Regions from separate parts of the Danio rerio genome. Here region 1 is linked to region 2. Evidence: chromatin contacts called from public Hi-C data. All regions are on one chromosome and are shown on one strand. Each heading gives the region's core, a stretch centred on a gene start, on an enhancer-like site or on the middle of the called end of the contact. The rest is flanking DNA. Distances are from core to core; before and after follow the strand shown. Region 1 holds the start of mnta (MAX network transcriptional repressor a). Region 2 overlaps slc35f2l (info solute carrier family 35 member F2, like).

Region 1 (6,036 bases), core at 3,125-5,624, 35 kb before region 2:
TACTGAAAATATGTACCAAATTCAGATTTTTTCTTACAGTAGTAGTTATATACACTTGGGAAAATAATAATAAAAAGTAAAAAAAAAATGTGTATGTATGCGTGTATGCGTGTATGTGTGTATGTGTGTATGTGTGTGTGTGTGTATGTGTATATATATATACATATATGTATATATATATACATACATACATACATACATACATACATACATACATAAAGCTAAAAAGACTATCACAGCATGGTTGTCCTTGAGGGGTTCCAAGAGAACATTTATTAATATGGACTTTTTAGACACATGCGAATTACTTAAGGTGTCAGTTTAATAATTGTTTATGTTTATTTTTTATAAAACATAATTCATTGTTTTGACAGCTATTATGCCGGTGATTTGATGCTTCGCAAAAGTTGCAGACATCTTTACCAAAATCAAAATGCTTTTTTGATGCACAATTAAGTTAAACAGTCAGTTATTGCCTACACTGATTAGGAAATGTGAATAGACCTAGACTACTATAATAAAGAAAATCCTCTTTAAAACTAAATATATTGCTAAATACTCTTGACACATGAAAGTGTAAAGCCTGCAGCCCACAACAAAGGTGGAGAGTTACTGTGTTTCATATTTAACAAACCGTTCACTACCAATTTTATGTCACTTTGCTCACATGGATAATTGAATATTAATCAGATGATGTCATTACACTGCTGTGCCATCAGCCAATCGCTGCACTACTGATCATGATTTCCAGGATTGATAGATCAGTTCTTCACATCACACATAGCGATCTCAGATCAGTTCATCCAGAAAAATTAATCTGATTCACAAACTTGTTTGAAGAACCAAATTAGCCAGAAATCAGGTATCAAGATTAACAGATCCAGGATTTGTTAAATCATTTAAGCAAGGTATGAAGAACGGATCCTAGGAGGCACATAATTGTATTTAATCAATGTATTTATACAGATTTCATATGATTTATGCAACAAAAAAGTTTTTTGTCTTTGTTTTTAGTCCAAATATTCACATTTCTTAGCGAAAACGAGATTAATAACTTAACTCACTGGCAGATTATTTGGGTTGTTTTAAGAAAAAACTCTTAATTTTGCCTTATTTTATCAGAATTTTAAAACAAAACAATATTTTTACTTGATTTTTTTTTTAAATTTGGACTAGAAATGAGACAAAGCAAAGTAAGAAAAGCATTTTTGCATTGTTATTAATTTCTCTTCCTGAAAACTTCGTAATATTTATTGCAGAAAAATAAATAATTCTCAGAAAATTTAAATACATTAATATCAACTAATGTTTTGCATTTCTTGAATTATAAGTAGTTGTTTTAATTAAATATTAATATATTAAATACGAATTTAAATTAACACTGTTAACCTAGATTTTCTTGGGTGGTTAGAAAACATCTTAGGGATTTCAGAAAAGTCTCATATGTGGTTCTAATTAGTTAGACAGACATTGAAATAGAGAGCCGAAGTCAAAATTGCAAAAAGTGTCCCAGATTACCCGAATTCACCCTAACAGTCAAACAGTCAAAAAAAATAAAAATAAAATTTTATATATATATATATATATATATATATATATATATATATTTAAAAATATCCAAATATTACAACAATAGCTGGAGCTGTTCTTCTGCGTTTCCCTTCTCTGGAATGCCCTGTTGCTTATTGGACAGGAAGTTTGAGTGCGTTCAGACGTCCTGAGAGGAGCGGGGCTTCTTCTCAACAGGAAGAGTCTCAGCGGTGACCGACAGGAGCACGAGCCGATAATGTGCAGCGCCACTCACATGAAGCACATACAGGGTAAACAAACTAACGCCTCTCTCCCACTGTTCACCATGCATGTGAGAGTCATAAGAAAGCATGAGAGCTTTAAGTGTGTTTGCTTTGACCTTTTCAAGTGATTAGAAGGAAATGAAGAATGACTTGATGTACGTATAAGTCAACCACATGCACAGGATTGTGAAACTCGAGTGGAAAGCTGTTTTTTTCCATCAGAGAGATGTATACTAAAAGGCTTCTGCTGTTTTTAAAGTCGTTTTAAAAGAAACTGAATGCGTTGCTTTGAAAAATTCAGTGGCAAAAGGGTGAGAAGTGTGTTTTTCCCTATAGCTGTAAATATCTAGATGTTCTTATCTCGTCTGTGTTATTATGTTATATAAACAGACCCATGCAGTGTGTGTGTGTGTATATTAGGCATAGGACCATTCCAAATTTTTTGCTTTACCATTCTTACGGTATGTGGAAGATTTTTTGTTTTGTTTTGTTTTTTTTAGGACAACAGCATCTTCAGCAGAAAAGACACCTAAAGATTCTGTTGTAAATTGTAAAAAAAACTGTGTGTTTTTTTAAGTAAATGAAGACAGCAGAAGTCAAGGATTCATTTGAATTATTTAGCCTGACATGTTTACTGCTCCAAAATATTTTAAATGTTTCTCAAAAGCAAATATATTGTGTTCAAAGAGGAAAAAAGTTGTTGTTTATTACCCAGACCATTAAAACGATATTATAGAGCAGGAACCACAATACCGTGATACTGTAATATTTTTATCTAAGGTTTTCATGTCAGAATATTACACCAGCCCATGCTATATATATATATATATATATATATATATATATATATATATATATATATATATATATATATATATATATATATATATATATATATATATATATATAAATGAATGCTCTTCAACATTGATAATGGTATGTGTTCTCAATCTGTTTCTCTTTCTCTCTCCTCTTGAAGACTCCCTACTGTCCTGCAGTTCACTGTCTCAGTGGTCACCATAGATACGGTCACATGACTTTGCCTTTATTCAGTCAGTGCATGTTTCATGGCAGCACAGTCTGTGCTACTTTGATAGGATCTCCAGTGAAAACAAGACTGCAGAGTGAAGCCCTGTATATTGCTAAAAATGACAGACCAGTGTCAATATGCTGGATTTATTTCTGATCTAAGAATTTAGTAGTAGTGAAAGGCAAAAAAAGATGCATAGTGTGTGTGTGTGTGTGTAAATTCCATTCTAAAGACCCACCCCTTCTCTGACAAAGTCCAAAATTTGGCCCCTGAATGAGCTCATTTGTCCCATTTTTGACAGTATGCCATCATAAATTGTGAAAATAACCAATAAAAGAAGGCTTTTATTATTTAAATAGACAAATTCAGACTGAGAAAATGAGCTGGCCAGTTTGTTATTTGCTTATTGGCTAATTTATTTTTATTTTTATTTTTTTTTAAGTTTTAACAGATTCACATTTTCTGATGCATGACAAATTTGCATGCAAAAAAAAGTATTTTTCATATTTCTAAAATTCTAACCTTATTACATTATATGTTAGTAATATAACATTGTAACTTAGTAATATAACATAGTTTAAATGCACGTATGTAAATAAACACATTTTGTAAAAGAAAAAAAATAATATGATAAGCACTTTGACAAAAATGTGAAAAGTATTTTTTGCATTAAAAAGTGTGGAAATGATAAAGCTAATCCAGCACAAATTAGTGCTTAAAATGCGACTAAATGCAGTATTTGAACCTCAATTAACTGCATAAGGTCCACTTTTTGAGAAAAAAGAACCACCCCTTTTAATAGGCTGGCTATGGGCTTAAATAAAGTATATTTAGATAGAAAACAATATTTAAATAGTAAAAACAAATGATCAAAATGTACCTTTTTGCTGTAATTTGCAGACTCAATACATACAAATTATATTTTAATATATGGATCCATTCCAAATCAACAATTTCATAACTGTATCTGAATATGTCCATTGCTTCATAGGCAGATATTTAAATCCTAATGTTTTCTACTACTGTTGTGTTGTTTATCTGTTGTAGAAGTTGTTCACAGCAGACTGTTAATCGATACTCGCAGTGTGTTTGAATCGTGGCTGCATCACAAACAGCACGTCATCGGGTCGGTCTGCAGGTTGCGTTTTCGTTCTCAGTTGTTGGCGTGCGAGACGCGCAGAATGACACCCATGTGAGCAGATACCATGCCTTGTGTGTCTGCTTTCCTATTGGCTGCTTTGAGCTCATGTTTTATTAATGACGCAGAGGCGTGGTGTGTGTAGGTGTATTGCGCAAAACCTGGATTTGACATTTCTATTTTAGGGCGGTCCGCTTTCGTCCTTTTAGCCAACATATGTGTAATACATTAGTATACAAGTCACTGATTGTATTCAATGTTTAGTTTTCGTGTAATTCGTCGAATAAACGCGTTGATAAGAAATATCCATGTCCGTGTTTTGAAAGCCCAGCATGTGTAGGGCGGGGTCACTGAAGCAGGGGGCGTGGCCGAGCTGTCTGTACAATGGCCCGATATGTTGACTGAATAACCCGCCATCTTGTTGTGACTCCTCTACGTGCGTGGAAGAGTGTGACTTCACGGGGGATCCAGTCACGTCTTTCCTTTTATTTTATTATTATTTTATTAAACAGACGAGAAGATTGGGTCCCGAACTGAAGCGTTTGAATCCAGAGAGCTGATTCATTTCTCCAATCGTTTCTTGGACCATAAAACAAAACCGAGATGAGTATCGAGACGCTTTTAGAGGCGGCGAAGTTTTTGGAATTGCAAGCCCTGCAACAACAGAAAGCACGTGGTAAGAAATGAAAAATTTGAGCACATAAACCTTTGTGACAGACAGAGAGTCACTTTAATGTATCAGTATTGCTGTATAATGTTGTAGCAGGTTAATGCGAGACATTGTTGCACGGTTTGCCACAGTCCGCGTAAAAGCAGGGCTGCGTGCTGTGCGTGACATTCAACATTAACGTTATAATATCCTCCTAAAAACAACAGAGTCTGCAAAACTGCAATGTAATCTTCCTACGCGTACTTGCTGTGTGTCAGTTGTAAGCCGGCGTTTTCCGCATAGCGACAGTTGTGTGTTAAAAGGAGGAGAATGTGTGTTTCTTGCTTTAATTGTTGAGATAGTTCACGGTCGATCACTTCATTCAACGCAGTGTTCATGTAGGAAAACATACCTGCTTGCTTTTAAGGGCGGTGGCTTACAAGTACGTGCGCGAGTGCCAGTTGCGCTTTATATAATGATTAGGGGATCACATTACGCAGCTTTCATTCGCTTCCCCTTTGTAGGCAGTAATTGACCCAATGTTGTGATTACTTTCCACATGTTGTTCTTCAGTGCAATAGTTTACGTTTTTATGCATTTCTCACTATTGTTTTCGCTCCCGCGCTGCGTGCGTTCGCTGGCGCTTTCTGTAGAGGCTCGGTGACGTGTCCGCTTTGTCACGCCCAGTTGACGTGTCTGGTGTATTCACGCCCTCCTCTGCGATCCGCGTGGACAGAACCCCTCCCCCGATGTTCCATGTGCGCGGCAGGCGCTGCTCTGTGCGGGAGGGGCTTTACAACCAAAGAGAAAGTAGGACAGTAACCCCCTGCCTGCTTTTCCAAAATGTTCTGCAGTTATATAACGCACTCCTCCGGCTTGGGATCATCGTGTTGGTCTCTAAAAATGTAGTATTCACATATTTGTGTATTTAGGGGTGATCGTGCAATCACAAAATTTAGACGTTTTATTAGTTAATCGTCGAAAATATGCAAATAAAAGGCAGAATACATTTTGGTAACTGATTGTAAAATAATGAGAATATTGAATATTAAATCGATCTAGTTTTTATTGAAGTCTCAGCGTTGGATTTGGTTGTTTTGAAGGCCTTATGCAATTCCAGGTATGGGCCCCAAAGCATTGAAACACAAACATTATATTTCTCTATAGATGTATATGTATTTATACAGTTGAAGTCAGAACTATTCGCCCCCTATTTATATTTTCCCCAAATTTCTGTTTAACAGAGAGATTTTCTCAACACATTGCTAAACAATAGTTTTAAGAACTTATTTCTTATAAATGATTTACTTTACCTTTGCCATGATGACAGTAAATAATATTTGACCAGATATTTTTCAAGAAACTTCTATACAGCTTAAAGTGACATTTAAAGGCTTAACTAGGTTAATTAAGTTAACTAGGCAGG
Region 2 (6,106 bases), core at 1,577-4,076:
TGCCTTAATGATCTCTTTAGCACATAAATGAGCAGCAGCAGCAGCCAATGTCCAAATCCTTTACTGTAGCAAGCAGGTAGAATTGCTTTGATTTCTAAATACTTATCGTCTTTAAGTTTGATTAACATTATGTATATTATGAAGTAATCGCTATCCTTAATCTGTTCATAATAGAGTGTGTGTACATTTTTGCATACACAACCATTAATTACACAATTTTAAAGGCATTTCAGATAAATGTTGTTTCCTCTGAACCCTATAGTCAACTAAAACTTCTTACACGTTTTTCACAAAGATATAAAGCAGCTCATAGTTGATGAAGAAATGTTTCTTGAGATCCAAATCAGCATATAAGAATGATTTCAGGAGGATCATGCATTAATTATTGTGAAAGGGCTACAAAAGTAAACTTGAATTGAATTATTAAATCTTACCAACACTAGCTTTCTGCTAACACTTATAAAAGAACACTACATTGATTAAAATCTAATACAAATCAAGCAAAAGCCACTCATTTTTATCCTTTTTTAACTAAAAGAAATCTTTTTTTTGTTTTGTTTTGTCAATCTCTACAGAAGGTGAAGACAACTTTGATGAAGACATCGATGACGACAGCTTATCCTCCATGCCCACCGCCTTACCCAAAGTGCCTGCTGCGCTTCAGCCCGAGTTAAAGAAATCTCACCCCTTGTCGTCCCTTCTAACACAACACATCCATATCCCACATAAACAGTCTAAACTCCCCATGCCCTCGGCTCAATTGTCCCCCATTGCCGCAGCCACCCCGATCACAACTTTATCCTCAACTCCTAATGGCCTGGCATCTGCTCCTGCTCCCCAAACCCTACCTCCAGCCCACACCCATATAGTGACCGCTGCCAGCCTGCAGCCCTCAGTCATCGCCCATGCGGGATCAGCGTCACATGCCTCCGTCATCCAAACAGTCAACCACGTCATTCAGCCCGCATCCAAACACATGGCCCATATCGCTCCTTCCTCCTCCAGCCCCGTTCAGCTGGCACCCGGACCTCAATCCATCAGCCACATCACTGTCGCCCACCTGCCAGGAATCTACCCTCAGCCGGTCACCGTCACGCAGCCGGCGGTCATGAGCCACATCGCGCACACACTCTCTCATGCCCAGATCAACGGCACGGCTGCACCCTCCGCGCAAGCCGCCATCATGGCCAAACAGACGCCGGTGGGCGCGCAAGTCGTCGCTCATCACCCTCAGCTGGTGGGCCAGACCGTCCTGAATCCGGTCACCATGGTGACCATGCCCTCCTTCCCAGTCAGCACGCTAAAGCTGGCCTAAAGCGCTGACCAATCACGCAAAGACACTTCCGCCCCATTCAAGACTGCAGACACTATAAAGCTACAGTACATTCCAAATGGAAAAGAAAGTATCTAAAGCGACACAAAGAGTTTATTGAATGTCTAATACTATATAGTGATTATATAAGACAAGATATGTTCTACGTGTATGTGTGGGCACAGTTCAGAGCGCTAGAGAAGTGTGTTTTGATGAAACTGTGGTCCGATCCCAGCCTAAATTGACTGTCAGCCAGCCTATAATGTGTGACTACTGGTTTTAAAGGCAGCCCCATTATACCTCACACTAACAGCACACCTCATGTGAATGCTCCTGCTAGACCAGGTTTAGTGTACTGTCTGGTGTCTGATGTAGACCAAAAATATATATATTTATTCAGCCTCATGTTGTTTCAACCTGACTAACTTTCTTCTGCAAAGCTTGAATATGATTAGTTTATTTGATATACACTAAAAGTCAATAGGGTCCAATGTGTTTTTACACCCTGTTATCTTTCAGTGCGCCTAACAAAAAAGTTTAGCTGTGCATGGAATGTTGTCGCAGTATGTCGTTTGTTTGAATTTGAATGAATGTTTGTGTTAAGTATGAATATGCTTAATATGAATGATTTTTGGGCATACTTGCATTAGGGTACTTTTCGCCTACTTTTTTATATTCATTTGGATGTACTGCTCTTTTGGCATACAGTTTTTCAGCGTTTGTTTGATTTCGAACACAACATCGTTTTATATTTTGCAGAAAAGTCGTAGATGTTTGCAAAAAACATGAGAGTGAATAAATTTGAGGGGGAATCAGCATTTTAATATCAACTTACCTGGACAGCATGATGTCATGTTTTACCACTGTAGTTGATGCAAGACGTACAGTAGCATCAAAATTACACAGCAAAAAAGATTGTTTCGAATCATTATTATTTTTTAACTATAGAATGATTTTTTTAAGTTATGATATTTACAATACAAGTTTGGTCTTCATTTACTCTCCCTCTACTTGTTTTAAGCCTTTTTTTGTCGAACACAAGCAAATGGAAACCAGTAGATGCTTGACCTCCATAGTATGTTAACAATAAACGGCTAGCGGTTTCCAACACTTAAAAAATTATTTTCTTTTGTGTTCAACAGAAAAAAGAAAGTTTCGTTACCACACGAGGGAGAATAAATGGTGAGTAAATTTAATTTTTTTGGGTAGTCCATCACTTTAATATAGCCTAAATGACAATACTTTCAGAAGACGACGCTTCTGAGGGAAACAGTTACAAACAAACCCTCCTAAAACAAGATTAGTTTAGGTTTTTTCCTCGTTTAGTAGTCAATCACACAAGTTGACCTCTCATTTTTGACACCTGGAGCATATGTGAGATGTTTCTCTCTTTCTTTTGCGGAGTTTACATGATTTCTTATCTGTAGTGCTCTAGCTGGCATAGACACTACTGTTGTGTGACAGTCACGTGGGTCATCGGGAATCTGACAGCAGTGCCTTTAACCTCGTCGATCTGGAGTCCTGTTCAATGCTGCACAGTCGCCCTCTATTGTGCTCTTGTTGCAAATGCACTCTTAACTTATTCACTAACAAGGCCACCTTCTTCAATTGAGCTGTGCGCTAGTATGAATTCACATCCGTCGAGTGCTAACACAATCATTCGCTGGCGCAAACATTGTTCTGGAAGTCTCTCTGAATGTATTCCATCACATTCAATGCCTTCATCTCGCCACTGGTGATTAATGTCGGAGATTACATGTGCAGAACGTTTTCATGTAGCAAATAAGTTAAAATGACACGCATTCATAATTGTGTGTGTGTGTGTGTGTGTGTGGCAAATACATCACAGAAGCTTTATGTATGTGTCTGTTTGTGATTTAAAGGGCTAGTTCACCCAACAATTCGGACATTATTTACTTAATATTTACTCATTCCAAACCAGTTTAAATTTCTTTTTTAATTGCACACAAAAGGAGATATTTAGAAAAATGTTGTAAACCTGTAACGATTGACTTTTCGGTGGCCAAAAATTCGATACATCTTTAATATCAACACACTTTTAGATTCCCATTGTTACACATTTCTGCTGTGTGATTGGCTCTTAGATCAATATAGAGTAAAAAAGTCCAGAGCTTATCATTGTTATTGACATGAATGTTATTGCGGTTTGATATAATATCGTTTATTGGCCCAACGCTATGTCCATAGTAGGAACAACAAATACTATGGAAGTCAATGATTATCGATTTCTAACATTCTTCAAACTATCTTCTTTTGTGAAGAAACGAATAAAGCTAGAGTTAAAATTTTTGAGTGAACGATCCCTTTAATAATATTACGGTGCAAGTGAAATGTGGATGGATGTGACCTCATGTTTCTTTAATGAACATCTTTAAGCTTCAGGACAGCTGTGTGAGTGTGAGAAATGGAGGAATTATGCGTGGATGGGAAGATTTCTTTATTGAGCCAGACACACTTCTGCAGGTAGATTAAAAAAGCAAGGAATACAACTTTAAACTAACACTGTGATCCAGTCTGTTGTCCCAAACCAGGTTTACAAATCACACTAGCATTGTGTTGCGCAAGAGTCCCTGCATTTGATTTGCTTTCTTTGTTTGTGTGTGTTTTGTACGTACGTGTGTGTGTGTGTGTGTGTGTGTGTGTGTGTGTGTGTGTGTGTGTGTGTGTGTGTGTGAGAGAGAGAGAGAGAGAGAGAGAATGAGCTTTTATTTTACGTTTTATTTAGGTTGTCAGTTAGTTTTGTGTATTTACACTCTGTAGGATGTACACATTCTTAGACAAATTGTCGTGGCTGTTTTGGCATGTAGATGGATGATTCCTGTTTCTGTGCTGACCTTTTAAAAATATGTTCTTTTTAAATTTTCTGGGACCATGTACAGTTATATATAAATATATATGTTGGGGCAACTTTTCAGACCTCTTTCCACACTGATATTATATATATATATATATATATATGCGTATATATAGTGTGTTTTCCCTATGGAGAAAGTTCAAGTTGTATATAGCCTGTAAATTTGGGGCTGCGTATAGACCTAACTGTCAATTATGTTATGAGAGGAGCAAAAATAAATAAAAGAACAAATGTTGAATAAAAAAAAACTCTTGATACATTTATTTATTGCTTTGTCATTGTCATTTTACAGAATTGGGAGTAAAACAGCAGACACAATTGATTTTGTAAAGGTTTGTCTGATTATTATTACTTATTTTTGCCTTTTTTGTTCATTCATTTTCTTTTCGGCTTTATTATTATTAGTCCCTTTATTAATCTGAGGTCGCCACATTGGTGTGAACCGCCAACTTATCCAGCAAATGTTTTACGCAGTGGATGCTCTTCCAGCCACAAGCCATCACTGGGAAACATCCATACACACTCATTCACACATATACTGTGTGGCCAATTTAACCTACCCAATTCATCTGTACCGCATGTCTTTGGACTGTGGGGGAAACCAGAGCACCCGAAGGAAATCCACGCCAACTTGGGGAGAACATGCAAGCTCCACACACAAATACCAACTGACCCAGCTCGAACCAGCAACCTTTTTGCTGTGAGGCGATCGTTCTACCTGCTGCGCCCCCATGAAGCCCCCCCCTTTTTTGTATTAATTATTGAAATTTATTGAACCTTAAACAGCTAATTATCTTGAATCTTGAAAAACTGGATTATGAATTCCAGGGAAATATTTTAGGGCACATTTGTGAATTTCAGCTGCAGATTAAACCTCGTATGCACAGTAGAATTTGTGTGTTTTAATTGTTGTTGCAGTAAAGTAAAAAGGAAAAATCTAAACAACACGGACACAAATAACATGTAACATAGATTTTGCACGATCATTAAAATACAAGTCAATGATAAAATAAGGTTTGGAAATGAAAAAAAAAAACTTTAAAAAAGCATCTTTCAAGAGTAGAAAGTTTATTTATGTTGATTTTATGTAAGTAAAAATTATTAATAATTATTGTGTATTTTTTTTATAAACGTTAAGAATATCTAAAACTGTAAAATGATGCAAATGCTGCCAAAAATTGGCTGGTCTGATTGTTTTAGAAACTGCTGATCTACTGGGATTTTCGGGCACAATCATCTCTAGGGTTTACAGAGAAGAATCTGAAAAGAGAAAATATCCAGTGAGCGGCAGTTCTGTGGGCACAAATGCCTTGATGATGCCAGAGGTCAGAAAAAAATGGCCAGACTGGCTGGAGCTGATAGAAAGGCAACAGTAAGTCAAATTACCACTCAACACATTACAACCGAGGTATGTAGAAACTGAGGCTACAATATACACAGGCTCAGCAAAATTGGACAATTAAGGTTAGAAAAACGTTGCCTGGTCTGATGAGTCTCTGATGATTTTCTGCTGTGACATTCGGTTGGTAATGTCACAATTTAGCGTCAACAACTGAAAGCATGGGTCGATCCTTTTATGACCACAGTGTACCCAACCTCTGTTGACTACTTCCAGCAGGATAACGCACCATTCCATAAAGCGTGAATCATCTCAGACTGGTTTCTTGAACATGACAATGAGTTCACTACTTAAATGACCTTCACAGTCACCAGATCTCAAATGGGATATGGTGGAACAGGAGATTTGCATCATGGATGTGCAGCTAACAAATCTTTAGCAACTGTTAATATGGTGCAAAATCTCGAGGAATATTTCCAGTACCTTGTTATATCTATGCCAGAAAGAATTAAGGCAGTTCTGAAGGCAAAAGCGGGTCCAACCTGGTACTTTTTTGAAAATAGCACAAGAAAATGTATTT

What was found. Hi-C and Micro-C count contacts between places; a contact is called where the count stands out from the background.
Region 1: a contact with region 2 is called in a Hi-C map of skeletal muscle, with 1.9 times the contacts expected there. The contact joins the promoter of mnta here to the enhancer-like site in region 2. A contact is called at or near these places in 10 of 18 Hi-C or Micro-C datasets (caudal fin, embryo, fibroblasts and 4 more) and 2 of 4 datasets of contacts at active chromatin or transcription factors (caudal fin and gastrula embryo).

The regions. Positions count from the first base shown.
Region 1 is chr15:27,680,138-27,686,173 of GRCz12tu, reverse strand. It overlaps mnta (MAX network transcriptional repressor a), which reads left to right and starts at 4,374. Exons shown (of 6, transcript XM_009291752.5): 1 at 4,374-4,637. The coding sequence starts at 4,565.
Region 2 is chr15:27,643,926-27,650,031 of GRCz12tu, reverse strand. slc35f2l (info solute carrier family 35 member F2, like) reads right to left here. Exons shown (of 8, transcript XM_017351066.4): 8 at 3,968-6,106. mnta (MAX network transcriptional repressor a) reads left to right here. Exons shown (of 6, transcript XM_009291752.5): 6 at 576-3,618. The coding sequence ends at 1,315. Among named protein-coding and RNA genes, the nearest start is that of slc35f2l, 19 kb to the right of the region's middle. Within about 2 kb of position 2,826, at least 50 of the 62 cell types and tissues checked have an H3K27ac peak or open chromatin away from gene starts, as enhancers often do. A contact at or near this core is called in skeletal muscle, where this site is marked.